Linked DNA regions of Macaca mulatta: regions 1 and 3 are each linked to region 2. The links are chromatin contacts, called in public Hi-C maps. All regions are on one chromosome and are shown on one strand. Each heading gives the region's core, a stretch centred on a gene start, on an enhancer-like site or on the middle of the called end of the contact. The rest is flanking DNA. Distances are from core to core; before and after follow the strand shown.

What was found. Hi-C and Micro-C count contacts between places; a contact is called where the count stands out from the background.
Region 1: a Hi-C map of fetal cortical plate shows a contact between it and region 2, with 2.8 times the contacts expected there. The contact joins the promoter of LMO2 here to the promoter of ABTB2 in region 2. A contact is called at or near these places in 3 of 14 Hi-C or Micro-C datasets (fetal cortex germinal zone, fetal cortical plate and liver).
Region 3: a contact with region 2 is called in a Hi-C map of liver, with 8 times the contacts expected there. The contact joins the promoter of NAT10 here to the promoter of ABTB2 in region 2. A contact is called at or near these places in 4 of 14 Hi-C or Micro-C datasets (cortical neurons, fetal cortex germinal zone, fetal cortical plate and 1 more).

The regions. Positions count from the first base shown.
Region 1 is chr14:31,411,414-31,416,046 of T2T-MMU8v2.0, reverse strand. It overlaps LMO2 (LIM domain only 2), which reads right to left and starts at 2,867. Exons shown (of 4, transcript NM_001266207.1): 1 at 2,726-2,867; 2 at 2,377-2,602. The coding sequence starts at 2,732.
Region 2 is chr14:30,912,591-30,916,684 of T2T-MMU8v2.0, reverse strand. ABTB2 (ankyrin repeat and BTB domain containing 2) reads right to left here and starts at 1,784. Exons shown (of 17, transcript XM_015114548.3): 1 at 495-1,784. The coding sequence starts at 1,377.
Region 3 is chr14:31,172,375-31,176,642 of T2T-MMU8v2.0, reverse strand. It overlaps NAT10 (N-acetyltransferase 10), which reads left to right and starts at 1,261. Exons shown (of 29, transcript XM_015114550.3): 1 at 1,261-2,378; 2 at 4,177-4,268. The coding sequence starts at 4,192.

The sequences.
Region 1 (4,633 bases), core at 1,618-4,117, 500 kb before region 2:
CCACAGCCCATGGTCTTACTCTGGGCTTTCAAAACCACTCATGGGACCTCGACAGACATTGGATGTCCCGATGCAGATGCTGCCAAAGGACTGTGAAAGAGGATAATTTGCCCTTAGCTGGTGCAAAACTGCCTGGAATTCAAATGAACTGCTCTTGTTACTCACAGGGGAGGCAGTGGGGGCCACCAGTGGCATAGCAAGGGAATCTCTGTGTTCATGAATTCTGGCTGGCTTTCTGTCCAAATGTTTCATTTGCATATAGCTAGGCAAGTCTCCATCTGTAATTTGGAGATGCTGATTGTAATGACCCAAGTCGGCTTTGAGGAAGTACACAATGAAGCATCTAGTAGGATACTGGACAACAGGAGGAACGTAAAGTAAAAGAGTTATGGTGATGGCCTGAGATGAGATGGAGAAGTAAAGTATAAGATATTGGCTCTGTCTTTCTATAATTAATTGATAATATCACATTATACTTAGTGGGCAATCCAAGACAATGAATGAGATTGATTCACCCTCAAATTAATATTTTATATTCTCCCAGACCCTTATCTTGAATATTACACCTGAGTATCATTTCAGCCTGGATTTCTGGGATAATCATAACAATTTCTAAGGGGGTGGAGAATGTGCTGCTGCAATTTCTCAACTAGCTTGTCCCTCTTTGATCAGAAACTATCTTCGCTGGGCAAATAGTGAAGTGAAGGAAGGAGCTGGTGAGCCTCCAGCAGTAGATACCTGCTGTGTTAGGAAGTTAGGATGTTTCAGTTTTCTAACCTCAGTGAAAAAGCACAAACTTTGAAAGACGCAAACTTCCTTCAGGGAAATGAAACCTTCAGATTTACCTTCTATTGAAAGGATTAGTGACTAAATTCTGCTGATCAAAAAGGCATGAGGCACCAATTCATCCAATTCACTCCCTTATTGTGTTACTATGATCTTGCCCAGTCTCTGAAACTCAAAGCTCAGTTGTAATTTTAAGTTTATTTTTTAAAAAGTGATCAAACCACCCTTTAAACCCATTGTTGACATAAACATACTTTTAAAAAGAAATGTTATTTTTCTCCTGAGAATTTGTTGAAGGAAGTGGGGGTTTTTGCTACAACAAACCTAGCTCATTACAGAACTGGTGTCTTAACCTTCAAGACGGAATAGTGATGTTTATATTCTCATTGGATGGTGGTACTTCCTGTGTTTTATGAGAACATGCTGAGCTTTTATGCTGCTAACTGAGGGTAAAACCCAGGTAAATAAACACCATAGAAAGCCGAAATTGAAGGGTGTATGTGTGTGTGTGTGCGGTATTTCAAGCAGGAAAGCACAATTCTTTTAAACCAGGAAAAGAAAAAACAAAACAAATGTCTCTTAAAAGCACAAATGGACAAGTCATTAACCAGCTCCTTTGGTCTTGTGTAACAAATCCCTTCAAAGGATTAGAGGGGGACTTCAAAGGAATAAAAATTCTCAAAACCAGACAGCTAATGACTCTTAAAAGGGCATTTGCGTTGACAGGAAAATGATATCTTAAACACCCCTTGCTACCCATGTTAACACTAAAGAATTGGTGAGAGATAGAAAAACATTCCAAACCAGTACGAGGCTCAGAAAACAGATGCGGTCAATGCTCATTAGAGCTCTGGTTCCCTGACCCCAAACCCTTTTGAGACTATGCTAGAAACTACGAGACTCTACTCCCTAGAAGAATTCACCTGTACACAAAATGGTGCATTAACTTTCGAGGTTCACAGGCCCCCATCGGTGGACCCCGAGGAGGGCTACACGTACTCAGATTTACTCCGGATTTCGCTGCTCTAGAAAGCCCCGGAGGCCCAGAGCCAGCTCCGAGGTGGACGGTCGGACCCCTCACCCGCCCGTTACCCGCGCGGCTGGCAGCGGCTCCACCTGCGGACCGGGAAGGCGGCCGCTGGGGACCCTGGAGGCCTCCACTTGGAATGTTCCCCTTTCCAAGACCAAATGGACAAAGAGAAAGGGCCGAGAAGGAGAGGTGAGAAGGGAGCCGAGTCAAGCACGGAACGCTCTCCCGACTGCACCTGCACGCCGCCAGGCTCCCCTTGTGCCTGCTCCCGTGCAAACTTTCTGGCCCGCGGTGGCTTTAGGCAGCGTCCTGATAGCCTGGAGTGGCCCGCAGAGGCGCCGAGCCGACCCCTCTCCCTGCCGCCCACCGCCCAGTCCCTCTCCCAGCGCCCCCGAAGTCACCCGGGAGGAAGAGGGAGCCCAGCGCTCCGCACAGGGGGCCAAGAGCACGCCGCAGGCGCGCACCTGGAGTCCCCTCGAGGGCCGCCCGGGTCCCCCAGCCGCTCCGGGACGCGAGGCCGTGGACACCGGGGGTGGCAGGGGCAGGGGCGCCGCACTTACTCTGAAGGGTCCAGGCTCTTCCTTTCGATGGCCGAGGACATTGGGGAGGGAGGCGGCGTGCCGGGCGGCAGGGGCGCTCCCTTTGTGGCGCGGGGCTGGCCGGCTGCCGGGGCTCGGACCCCCTCGGGTGCTCGGGCGCCGCCGCCGCCGCTCCTGCGCCTCCGCTTGCTCCGGCGCTCCGGCGGCGAGCTCGCCCCTCCGCGCTCAAGGACAGTCACCGCGCTCCCTTCAAATGCCAAAGAGAGAGAGCGAATCACCGGGCTGCGGGCGCGCCGCGGCCGAGGCGGGGGCCGGGGCGCGCAGCCTGGCCCCGGGCGGCTGCAGCTGCTGCTGCTGCTCAGGACTTAACCTTCCATCCCGGTCCCGCCGCCTCCGCCGCCCGGTCCCTCTCGCGCGCTGTCGCCGGCTCCGCGCCGCCCGCGGGGATGGTGCACGCCCGCCCGGCCGCCCCGAGCCCCTCGCACCTTCGGCCCGGGTAGCGGGCGCTGCTCGCCGCGGAGGGCAGAACGGGGGCGGCGGCCTGGGGGCGGGGAGGGGACTGTGCGTCTCTCCCCGGGCTTCCTCCTCTCTCGGGAAGGTCTATTTTCGCTCAGCTTCCCTCTGTCTCTGGTTTCATTTCCTTTTTCCTGATCACGATTCAAATACAATAGAAGGAAATCACATTTAAAGAGACAGCTGCCCGGTTCCCCCACCTCCCCTTTTTTCTTCTTCTGTTTTTTTTTTTTTTTTTTTTTAAACGGGGCTCCTGGGGATTAGCAATACAAACAGCAGCATCAGGACTGACTTGGCTTCTTAAAGGGGCCAGTGTCGGGGACGGGGAGATCCGCTCAGCTAACACCTCTCCTTGGAGAGGAGGCTGGGCAGCCACTAAATAATTCTTCAGGGCTTCCCCCCTTCAGCCTTTCCCTTTTGGTTTAACTAAGGCAGAAAGTAACCCACGAACAGCTCGAGCAAGCAAGAAAAAACAAGAATGTGAAATAAGCACCTACAGAAATGCAAGTGTTCCGAGTGGATTTTGAGCCCGTCCCAGGTTCGAGATCCCAGGTCCACGGACGCCGAGCACCGGGATGCCCCGGACAGCGCGGCTCTGCGGGCTACCGGCTGCGGGCTCCAGGCTGCGGCCGCGCTCTGCAGAGGCGATGGTGGTGCGCGAGCCGGGACTGCACGGGCTGGGGACGCCTGAGCAGAGTCAGGGCAGCTAATCCCAGAGGGAGGGTGGCTGGGAGGGACTTCGTGGGGCCAGGGCTCCTCTCAGTCGGCTGGTGTCAGAATCCCCTCCCTCAGCACCTTTCAGAGAGCGGACTCCTGCGGTTAAACTGCCCCCCATGTAAAGTGCCAGTAGTACCCCGACCAGAGAAAGTGTTTTTCCAGTGATCCAGAACAGTATTAGGGAGATTATTTTGCCCTGGGTCAGGCACAGAGAAAGAAGGCGGACTTGATTTGGGGTTTCAGGCTTCCCCTCTCAGCCTCCTTCTAGAAAGAGGTAGGAACACAGAGGGTAAGAGAGGGGAGGCCAATAGTCTGCCCTTCCATGGAGAAAACGTTTGTCTCTCCTGGGCCTCAGAGGTCCTTGAAAATATCTGCGTTCAGAAACTGAAAGGCCTATTTGTGCGTGATGCCAGTCACTAAGGCTTGCAAAGAGGGAACGTACTTTCAGGATCCATAGTTTTATATGATCAGTCTGGATCATAGGCATACATTTTTGTTCCCATTTTCAAGATGGCACATGGGCCTGGATGAGCTCACCCTGAAAGATGGTAGTTGAAGTCAGAAGTGAATCCCTGAGTGCTTCATTTTCCCTGTTCAGAGCCAAAGCTTCATGACTTGTTACAAGTATAACCATAGTTTACTACTGCCTACATGCTTTTGTCATTTTCTGGTCCCTGTGTCCCAAGGCTTGGGTCCCTCATGGGTATAATCAAAAGCTGTGTGTGTGTGTGTGTGTGTGTGTGTGTGTGTGTGTGTATCTCAAAGAAAGCCTTAAGAGCAAATTTTTGTCCAAGTGGAGCCTTCAGTATACAAAAAGACTTTTTTACGGCTGTGCTTGGTGGCTCATGCCTGTAATCCCAGCACTCTGGGAGGCCCAGGCTAGCCTGAGCAACACAGTGAGCCCCCATTCCTACAAAAAAGAAAAAAGAAAAATAATTAGCTGGGTGTGGTGGTGCTTCCCTGAAATCCTAGCTACTCAGGAGGCAGAGGTGGGAGGATTGCTTGAGCCCAGGACGTTGAGGCTGCAGTGAGCCATGATCGCACCACT
Region 2 (4,094 bases), core at 535-3,034:
CCACTCCCCTCCCCTCATCTCACTTATCCAAGGCTCAGGTCTTTAAGCTGGGACCCTTTGGCTGCTGCTATTGGGCTGGGGAAAACTAGGGGGCAGAATCAGTCAATCTGCCCAGCTGTTGGGAAAAGACAGCAACTAGAGATCTAGTTAAGCACGGCAAAGAGCCACGGGGCAGTAAGTTTCACTTCAAGAGAGGTTCAGGAATGGCTTGGTCAAGAGATTCAATCTCACCCAATCAATGAACGGCCCGCAGATAGTAACAATGCCACGCAGCACAGGATGTAGATCATTCACGAGTTTGCCCTCCAAAAGTCAGTTACCCTTAGAACAATCTCTGACAAGTGACATTTAATGAACCCTATCCTCAGACCCAACGCTTTCTCCCAAAGTACTGGCACAGCCACCAGCTTTGTCTCAGGAAATTCACTCCCCCAGTAGCCCAGGGCGGGATTTCTTGCCTACCCAGTCTGCCAGTCCGAGGCCCGCGCGCTTACCATTGGCGTTCTTGCCGCAGATGAGATGCTCATAGGGCTGCAAGACGCCCCAGAGCTCGGCGTCGTTGTTGATGACCATCTCCAGGGCCTCAGCAGACACCTCCCCGCCTCCGGCCCCTCCGCCATCAGGGCTCTGGCTGGCCATCACCCTGGCTCGGATCTCCTCCACCAGGTTCTCCATACAGGCGGTGAGCGAGATGGCCGCGTACTCATGGATGCGTACGGAGATTCGGGTGTCCACCATCCAGCGGAAAAAGCGGCCCACTGAGAAGGTGAGGCCGCAGCGCGCGGACTTGCCCCGGCGCAGCCCGTCTCCGGCGCTCATGCTGTACAGGGACAGCGCCTTGACGGCTGCCAGCGCGCAGCTCTCCGCCAGAGCCCAGCTGTGCACCAGGCGCACGGCGCTCTGCACCTCAAAGCGGGTGCACTTGGCGTGCAGCACGCTCAGGCGCTGCGCCTCGCGGGCCACGCGGATCAGAGCCCTACGGAGCAGCCCGGCCAGGCGCCTCACCGCCTCGGCGGAGAACTGGGGCAGCCGCCGACCGCCCGCACCTTTGCGGAGCACCCGGGCCACGTCTCCCTCGGTCCAGGGGAACTCCTCCAGCTCCGGGAGCCGCGGGCAGCGCGAGAAGAGGTCGGCCACTTCGGGGTCCTCGGGCAGCACCGTGTTCACCGTGTCCCAGCTGTTGTGGCGGCTGTTCATGGAGCCGGAGTAGCACCACCAGGCCGCCCCGCGGTGCTGCTGCGCCGAAGAGTTGAGCGCCTGCGAGTTGGACTTGGAGGACGAGAGGCTGAGCGAGCGGCACGAGTCCCCGGCCCCATACCCGGAGTCCAAGGTCAAGTCCTCCAGCGTCTTCAGAGTCGAGCTGTACGTCCCGGCCATGGGGAGCCTGCCGCGGGCGGCGTCGCCGAGCGAGCGAGGGGCGCTCACAACTCCATGCGCTCTTCCCCAAGTGGGCAGAAACAAGCTCTAGGCTCTCCGAGCCACCCTCTTTCCTCTCTGTGCCGCGGGGCTCGGCGGCCGCATTGCCAGCCCGGAGGCCGCGGGAAGGCGGGCGAGATCCGTGGCCAGCCGGAGCCCCACGCTCCTGGCGTCCCGACTCGAAGCTGTCACTGGAAAGATCCTCGCCGCTCCCCCTCGGCACTCCCCCTTGTCTACCTCTAATTCCCACAAGCGGAGCGTCAGTCCTCCACAGAGAAGGACTCCCGGGAGAACAGGGCGGCGGCGAAGGGCGCAGGGCGCAGCGCGAGTCCGGGACCAGCCGGCGAGAAAGCGCTCGGCAAACTTCTGCTCGGCGCCGGCCGGCGGCACAGCTGGGTACCAGGCTGCGTCCGACATGCAAATAACCTCGGGCAGCTCACCAATCACCGGCCGCGATGGGCGGGGATGCACCAATGATCTTCGAGGGGGCGGTCACTATGCAGATTTCACTTTGCCTTGGGTGAAACCCCGCGGCGGCGGAGGCGGGGCTGGAGGCGGAGGGCCGGGCACGCGGCTGGGATGGGGGTGGAGATGGAGGTGGGGATGGGGGGTGGGGGGGTGGGGGTGGGGGGTGGGTTGGGGGGATGGGGGGTGGGTTGGGGGGGTGGGGGGTGGGTTGGGGGGGTGGGGGGTGGGGGGTGGGGGGTGGGGGGTGGGGGTGGGGTGGGGGAGGGGGAAGGGCGAGCCAGCGAACTGGGAGGTGGAGGTGGAGACGGGAAAGCAGCGGTCGAAACCATAGCTCCGGAGCTCACGATTTAAAGAAAAATGCAAAGGAAAAGCTACAGAGCGCTGCCACCTTCCCGCAGCCCAGGCTTTGGGCGTTCGCTGCTCGCTTTGGAACCCTTCTCAGCCAGGCGTTCCGGGGTGGGGGCCAGGAGAATGGGGAGGGCCCCAGCCAGGCGCTCCACCTCTCCTCCACCTTCGGCCAGGCCCCTCCCGCAATCCGAAATGAAACGCTGGCTGTGTTTGGAGGGAGGAGGGACGTCCCTGCCTCTCTTCCCAAGTCCGTCTGGCTTCTTTGCGCGGCTGTCTAGGCTCCAATCAGGACAGAATTTCTTAACCTGGGATCTGATCAATGGACGGGCCCCAGAAAGCCTGTGAGTGCCTCCGCCCATTTGTAGTTTCACCTGCCCTTTTCTGAGTGCTACTATGGGGAGGAGGCCCCAACTTTTGTCAGATTCTCGAGAGTATCCATGAGTTTTCTGTTACCGCTGTGTGACGATACCACTTGCTGTCAGGTGGATCCTTTTTGTCCGAGGTAGAGAGTGTTCTTACAGGAAGAATGAGAAGAAGGTGGCAGAGCGGTCCCTAGCCCTGGGTTCCGCTCGGAACACCTAGCTGGATGCAGGTGTTCGCCTCCTAACGCGTGCTGGTGGGCGAGCCGTATGCCCCCGCGGGACCCAGTTCCGCCGGGGTACAATGAGTGGCTGACCTCCAGGCAGCGCCAGTGCCAACTTACCGCGGGGCGGGTGTCCCCAAGCGGTCCGCCAGAGCTCTGTAAGTTCAGCACTCCCATGCCCGGTCCAGGCACGTCCCGCCGCTGCCCTGTGGCTACTCACACGCACGTGCGCGAACGGACCTGTGCCCCCTCCACGGGAACCGCAGACTCAAAGCGGGGATTGTGCGTTCGCTCTTCTCAAGTCAGCCTCCCCGACTCCTGAATGGCTCCTTTGTGTTGCATTTTACACAGTTCTGACCTTGGGCTGTGAGTTGGATATGAACTAGAAATGTCTGGTTTGTCTCTTTCCTTCTGAAATTAATGGCCTTTACCCCCGGCGAAACTGCTTTTTATTTGGCAATTTCGCCTAATTTTGCCTTTCCACGGGTCTTTATTTATGCAACATCGCCGCCCGATGGTTAGAATTGGGAACAGAGTCAAAGATGGAAGTACTGTAATATCAAAGACACAAGTCAGCAGAGATCAAATTAACAAAGGAGAACACAGTCACACTTTACAGACGTGAGATTAGAAGTTAAAGTAGGCAATGAGGTCCAACTTGTCAAAAATACAAAAGTAAATTTTATGCAATTTAAAACTTTATTGGGTAAATGTAATATTAAAGGCAATGTCGCCCTCTAATGGATATATTTAAAGAATTTCAGAAAGATTTCCCCGCCCCGCCTTTTCTTCGTTGTGCGCACCCATCAAACATAAAGAAAATTACCCAACTGGAAATTTACAACGGGGAACTTACTGAATGAAAGGTTATTTGAGGAATCATCTGGAGTATTTCTGGGGGGAAAAGAGCATATGGGATTTATATTAATATATTCAAATTACTTGATGACTTAAAGTGTAGATAAACGTGCCTCCAACTGAATCTGAGAATCCTGTGAATGTTGACCTGCACCAGGAAGATATATTCTGCAAAATTCAGCCATGGGAAATGCTGCTCAACAAACAACTGAGTTTCTTTAATAAGTTTCAAGGAAAGAAAGAGATGGAGAGAAAATCTATAATTTAAAAAGACTTAAAAGACATGATAACCAATTACAAGGTGTGGAACTTCTTTGCATTTTGAATTTGTTTTAAAAAGTCAAACATTTGACTTTATGAAACCATTAGGAACACTGCCTCGATGTTTGCTCTTAAAAAATAACTTTTTTTTTTTGATGTG
Region 3 (4,268 bases), core at 12-2,511, 260 kb before region 2:
ATCCTAGCACAGGTGACTACAATAGCTTATAATTGTTCTCCCGTTTTCTACCGTTGCCTTCCTGTGGTTTAGTTTTTTGGCTAAGAGCCTTTTAAGAGGGCAAAGCACATTTTCTCATTTCCCTGTCCCCCACAAACTCCAGTGGTTTCTCATGATGACTAGAATTAAATTCTAAATCTGGTCCTTCACTTGCCCACTGCTTTGGCCACAGACTGCTTTGCCAGGACTTCTTCCCCATCTTGGAGCTTTTGTATGTACATCTTTGGCATGGGGGAGCATTTCACTCAGATACTGTCAGGGCTTATTCTTTATAAATTTTAGGTCCTTGTTTCATCCAGTGTCACCCCGTCCCCCGTCAGAGGCCTTCCGTGTTCGCTTCTAAAATAGTGCCCTTAGTTACTTCACTCACTGGATACTTTTGCTTAATAGCATTTAAAACAACCTAGAATTAACCACGAGGGGCAGTAACATTTTGGTCACTATCCCTTGTGAGCAGAATAGTGCATGGGCATATTGACATTTTGCTGAATGAACTAAAAAATTTCATGATGAATGTTGGATTAAATGGGTGGTGCTGCTGATGACATTAAAATTGGAAGTGTCTTATCTGGGGAAGGGGTTTGCATTCAGACATCTGCGGTATCCAGGAGGAAACATCAAGCAGTTGATAATGCTTTTTGAAGTTCAGCGATCTGCCCCAAAGTCAAGAATGCAACACGCTATGTATAGGTTGTCCTTGTAGTCATGTTCTTGGAGTTTACTGGAAGCCCAGGGGGAGTAATTTCATTTGACTTTGCAGGCCTAATGGGAGCCTGCAAAGTACAGAGGCCGCAGTCATGGGTAGATTACAGGATTCCCATCTGTAAGATCAGTACTGTGGGGGTGGAGGGACAAGCGAGACCAATAAAATAGGTCTGTCGGCCGAGTTTCCTCAACTTACGGGGATCGGTTAAATTGAGCACAGATAGCTGGATCCGTCGCGTCTCGCGTACCCAGGCTGACGCTGAAAACCCTGGACCTAGTGGGCAGGCCCTGGGGGTGCGGACATCTATTTTGCCCTTCTCAGCCAAGGTACCTTAGTTCGGATATGATGAGCGTGAAGAGGCAAACCGCACCCAATACCCCAGCTACCGCGAGCTGTGAGACTAAAATGCGCAACCGCAGTGGACATCTAGACCCCAGCTCCGCCTCCGGTGGCTTACGTCATTACTCAGCGACAGCCTTGAGGAAGGTCCCTTCTCGCTCGCCATCGCTGCGACTGTAATGCGCTTGCGCACGTGCAGTGTACCAGTGCCTGAGAGCGGCGCGTGCCGCGGAGCCAGGCCAAGTCCGAGACCCGGTCACCAGGCATCCGCTAGGGGCAGTTAGTTGTGCCTTCTCTTTCGGAGTTGTTCCGTGCTCCCACGTGCTTCTGCTTCTCCACTGGCTGGGATCCGCCGGGCTCGGGACGCAGGTACCCAACGCGGGATGGCCGCGTATGGATGCCAAGATCGGTGTCTGTGTTCTTCCTGTCCCGAGAGGGGACCGGCCTCAGGATGAAGGCTCTGCATCCGGACGGATACCTGGCCTACGCCGACTGTCCTCCACCCCTCTTTTGGGGCGCTCCTAGATAACAGAATCACCTCTCCAATACGCAGCCGCTCTGGGCGCGTGCTTCTCGAGCATCCTCGGGGATTGCGTGGCTTGATACTCACCCGCTAAGTGCCTGTAACTGGGGAGTCGGGTTGAATGGGTGGGTGACAACACTTGCTTTCCGTGGAGCTTGCCCGCAGTGCCCGGCGGCAGCTCTAAGCTTTAAACTTAGGTAATCTGATTCCAGATCCTTCCACGTTCTTAAATCCTTCACTGTGCACATTCCTTTATACTTTTTATTCAGCAATCACATTCAGGATTTGGTTTTGTTTGCCAGTGCACCTAAAGTGGTGCCTGCCACCTAGATGTTATGTGTAGATAGATAAATGAATGAGTGAGTGAAAAATAATCATCTCCTTCAAGGCCTTCCCCATCCAGGCCTTCCATGACAGCTTCAGCCTATAGTAATCTCAGCGCTTCCTTCATCTGACCCCGCACTATAGCTGTTTTTTTTACATCTAATTTTACCTGGTTCTTGTTCCTCATCTCATTCTTTTAAATACCTTCTTCACGAAGAATGCAAGCTTGAAGTCAAGGGCCTTGTGGTACTACTTCTGGGGCTCCCACAGTAGTTAGAGCAAAAGGCAGCCCCCATTAATTAGTTGTTGATTGATTTTTGCGGGATCTTTATGTGGCCGGCAACACAGGGTTTACAAGTTGAGAAGATTGGTGAACTGGGAAGAGCTCAGGTTTTGGAGTCGGGAAGACTTGAGTGTGAATTCTGTCTCTCGTTTTTCTGCCTTGGGGTATTTGAATTCTTTATACTTTCTCCTTTACTTATAAATTGGGGTCCTTGACAGTGATTTAGTGTTTTATAATAAGACATATGCTAAAATCTGTGTTTGGATTGGAAGGTTAGAAGGGACAGTTAAAGTGTGGTAAGCTAGGCCGGGCGCGGTGGCTCAAGCCTGTAATCCCAGCACTTTGGGAGGCCGAGACGGGCGGATCACAAGGTCAGGAGATCGAGACCAGCCTGGCTAATACAGTGAAACCCCGTCTCTACTAAAAAATACAAAAAACTAGCCGGGTGAGGTGGCGGGCGCCTGTAGTCCCAGCTACTCGGGAGGCTGAGGCAGGAGAATGGCGTAGACCCGGGAGGCGGAGCTTGCAGTGAGCTGAGATGCGGCCACTGCACTCCAGCCTGGGCGACAGAGCGAGACTCCGTCTCAAAAGAAAAAAAAAAAAAAAAAAAAAGTGTGGTAAGCTTCAGTAAATGAACTTGATGTTTGTAATGCAGTAGGTACCGGAATTTCTAAGTAGCATGTCACTTTTACATCGAAGTAGCATGTTACTTTTAGAGTGATATTTCTGACGTTTTTATTGTGATGATGCAATATTTTACTGTAGGTAATCAAGGAACTATTTTTTTTTTTTTTTTTTTTTTTTGAGACGGAGTCTCGCTCTGTCGCCTAGGTTGGAGTGCAATGGCACACGATCTCGGCTCACTGCAACTTCCGCCTCCCGGTTTCAAGTGATTCTCTTGCCTCAGCCTCTCCTACAGCTCCACCACCACTCCCTGCTAAGTTTTGTGTTTTTGGTAGAGATGGGGTTTCGCCATGTTGGCCAGGTTGGTCTCGAATTCCTGACTTCAGGTGATCCACCCGCCTCGGCCTTCCAAAGTGCTGGGCTTACAGGCGTGAACCACCACACCCGGCGAGAACTTTTGAGGTCTGTACAAAGGCTTCAGTATAGTTTTAAAATGAGGAAACATTTGGACACATTACATCATGGAATTATTCATTGATAGTTATTGATTTCCCTGACTTTATTAGTAACACGTGAATTTTTTAAGACTCCACAAAAACAAAACAACAAAAGTCCCACCATCTAGAAGTAGCTACTTTATACTTTGATACTTCCTTCCAGTCTTTTTTTTTCCCCTCTGTTATGTGTATGCATTAGAAATGTTATGATACTTTATTCTGTCATGATTCTGTCATAAACATCTATATCCATATCCTTAGTTATTAAAAATGCTTGGCTGTGTGTGGTGGCTCACGCCTGTAATCCCAGCACTTTGGGAGGCTGAGGCGGGCGGATTGGGAGGTCAAGAGATCAAGACCATCCTGGCCAGCGTGCGCCTGTAGTCCCAGCTACTCGGGAGGCTGAGGCAGGAGGATTGGTTGAACCCAGGAGGCAGAGGTTGCAGGAAGCCAAGATCATGCCACTGCACTCCAGCCTGGCAACAGAGTGAGACTCCGTCTCAAAAACAAACAAAATGCTTTGGATATTTGGATATACCCTATGTATTTTAGTCATTCTCCTACTTTTTTGAATATACAAGTTTCTGATTTTTAAAAAGTCTTTAATAGAGGTGAATTACAGGCTTCCCAGGCTGAGGGGAGGTTTTCTCACCTCCCAAGCCCAAGGTTTCCTGAGTTTAAAACTAGAGACTGATGTCTTCCCTATGGAGCTCTTAGAGGGTTAAGTAAGACAATATTTATAGATATGCCTAGCACAGTCCCTGGCCCCACAAGAGGCAGCCAGCTAATGTTCCTTAGACAGTCTAGTGCACATGGCCAGTTGCATTTCTTTCTCTTTTAGTAATAATTTTTCACCATGCATCGGAAAAAGGTGGATAACCGAATCCGGATTCTCATTGAGAATGGGGTAGCTGAGCGGCAAAGATCTCTCTT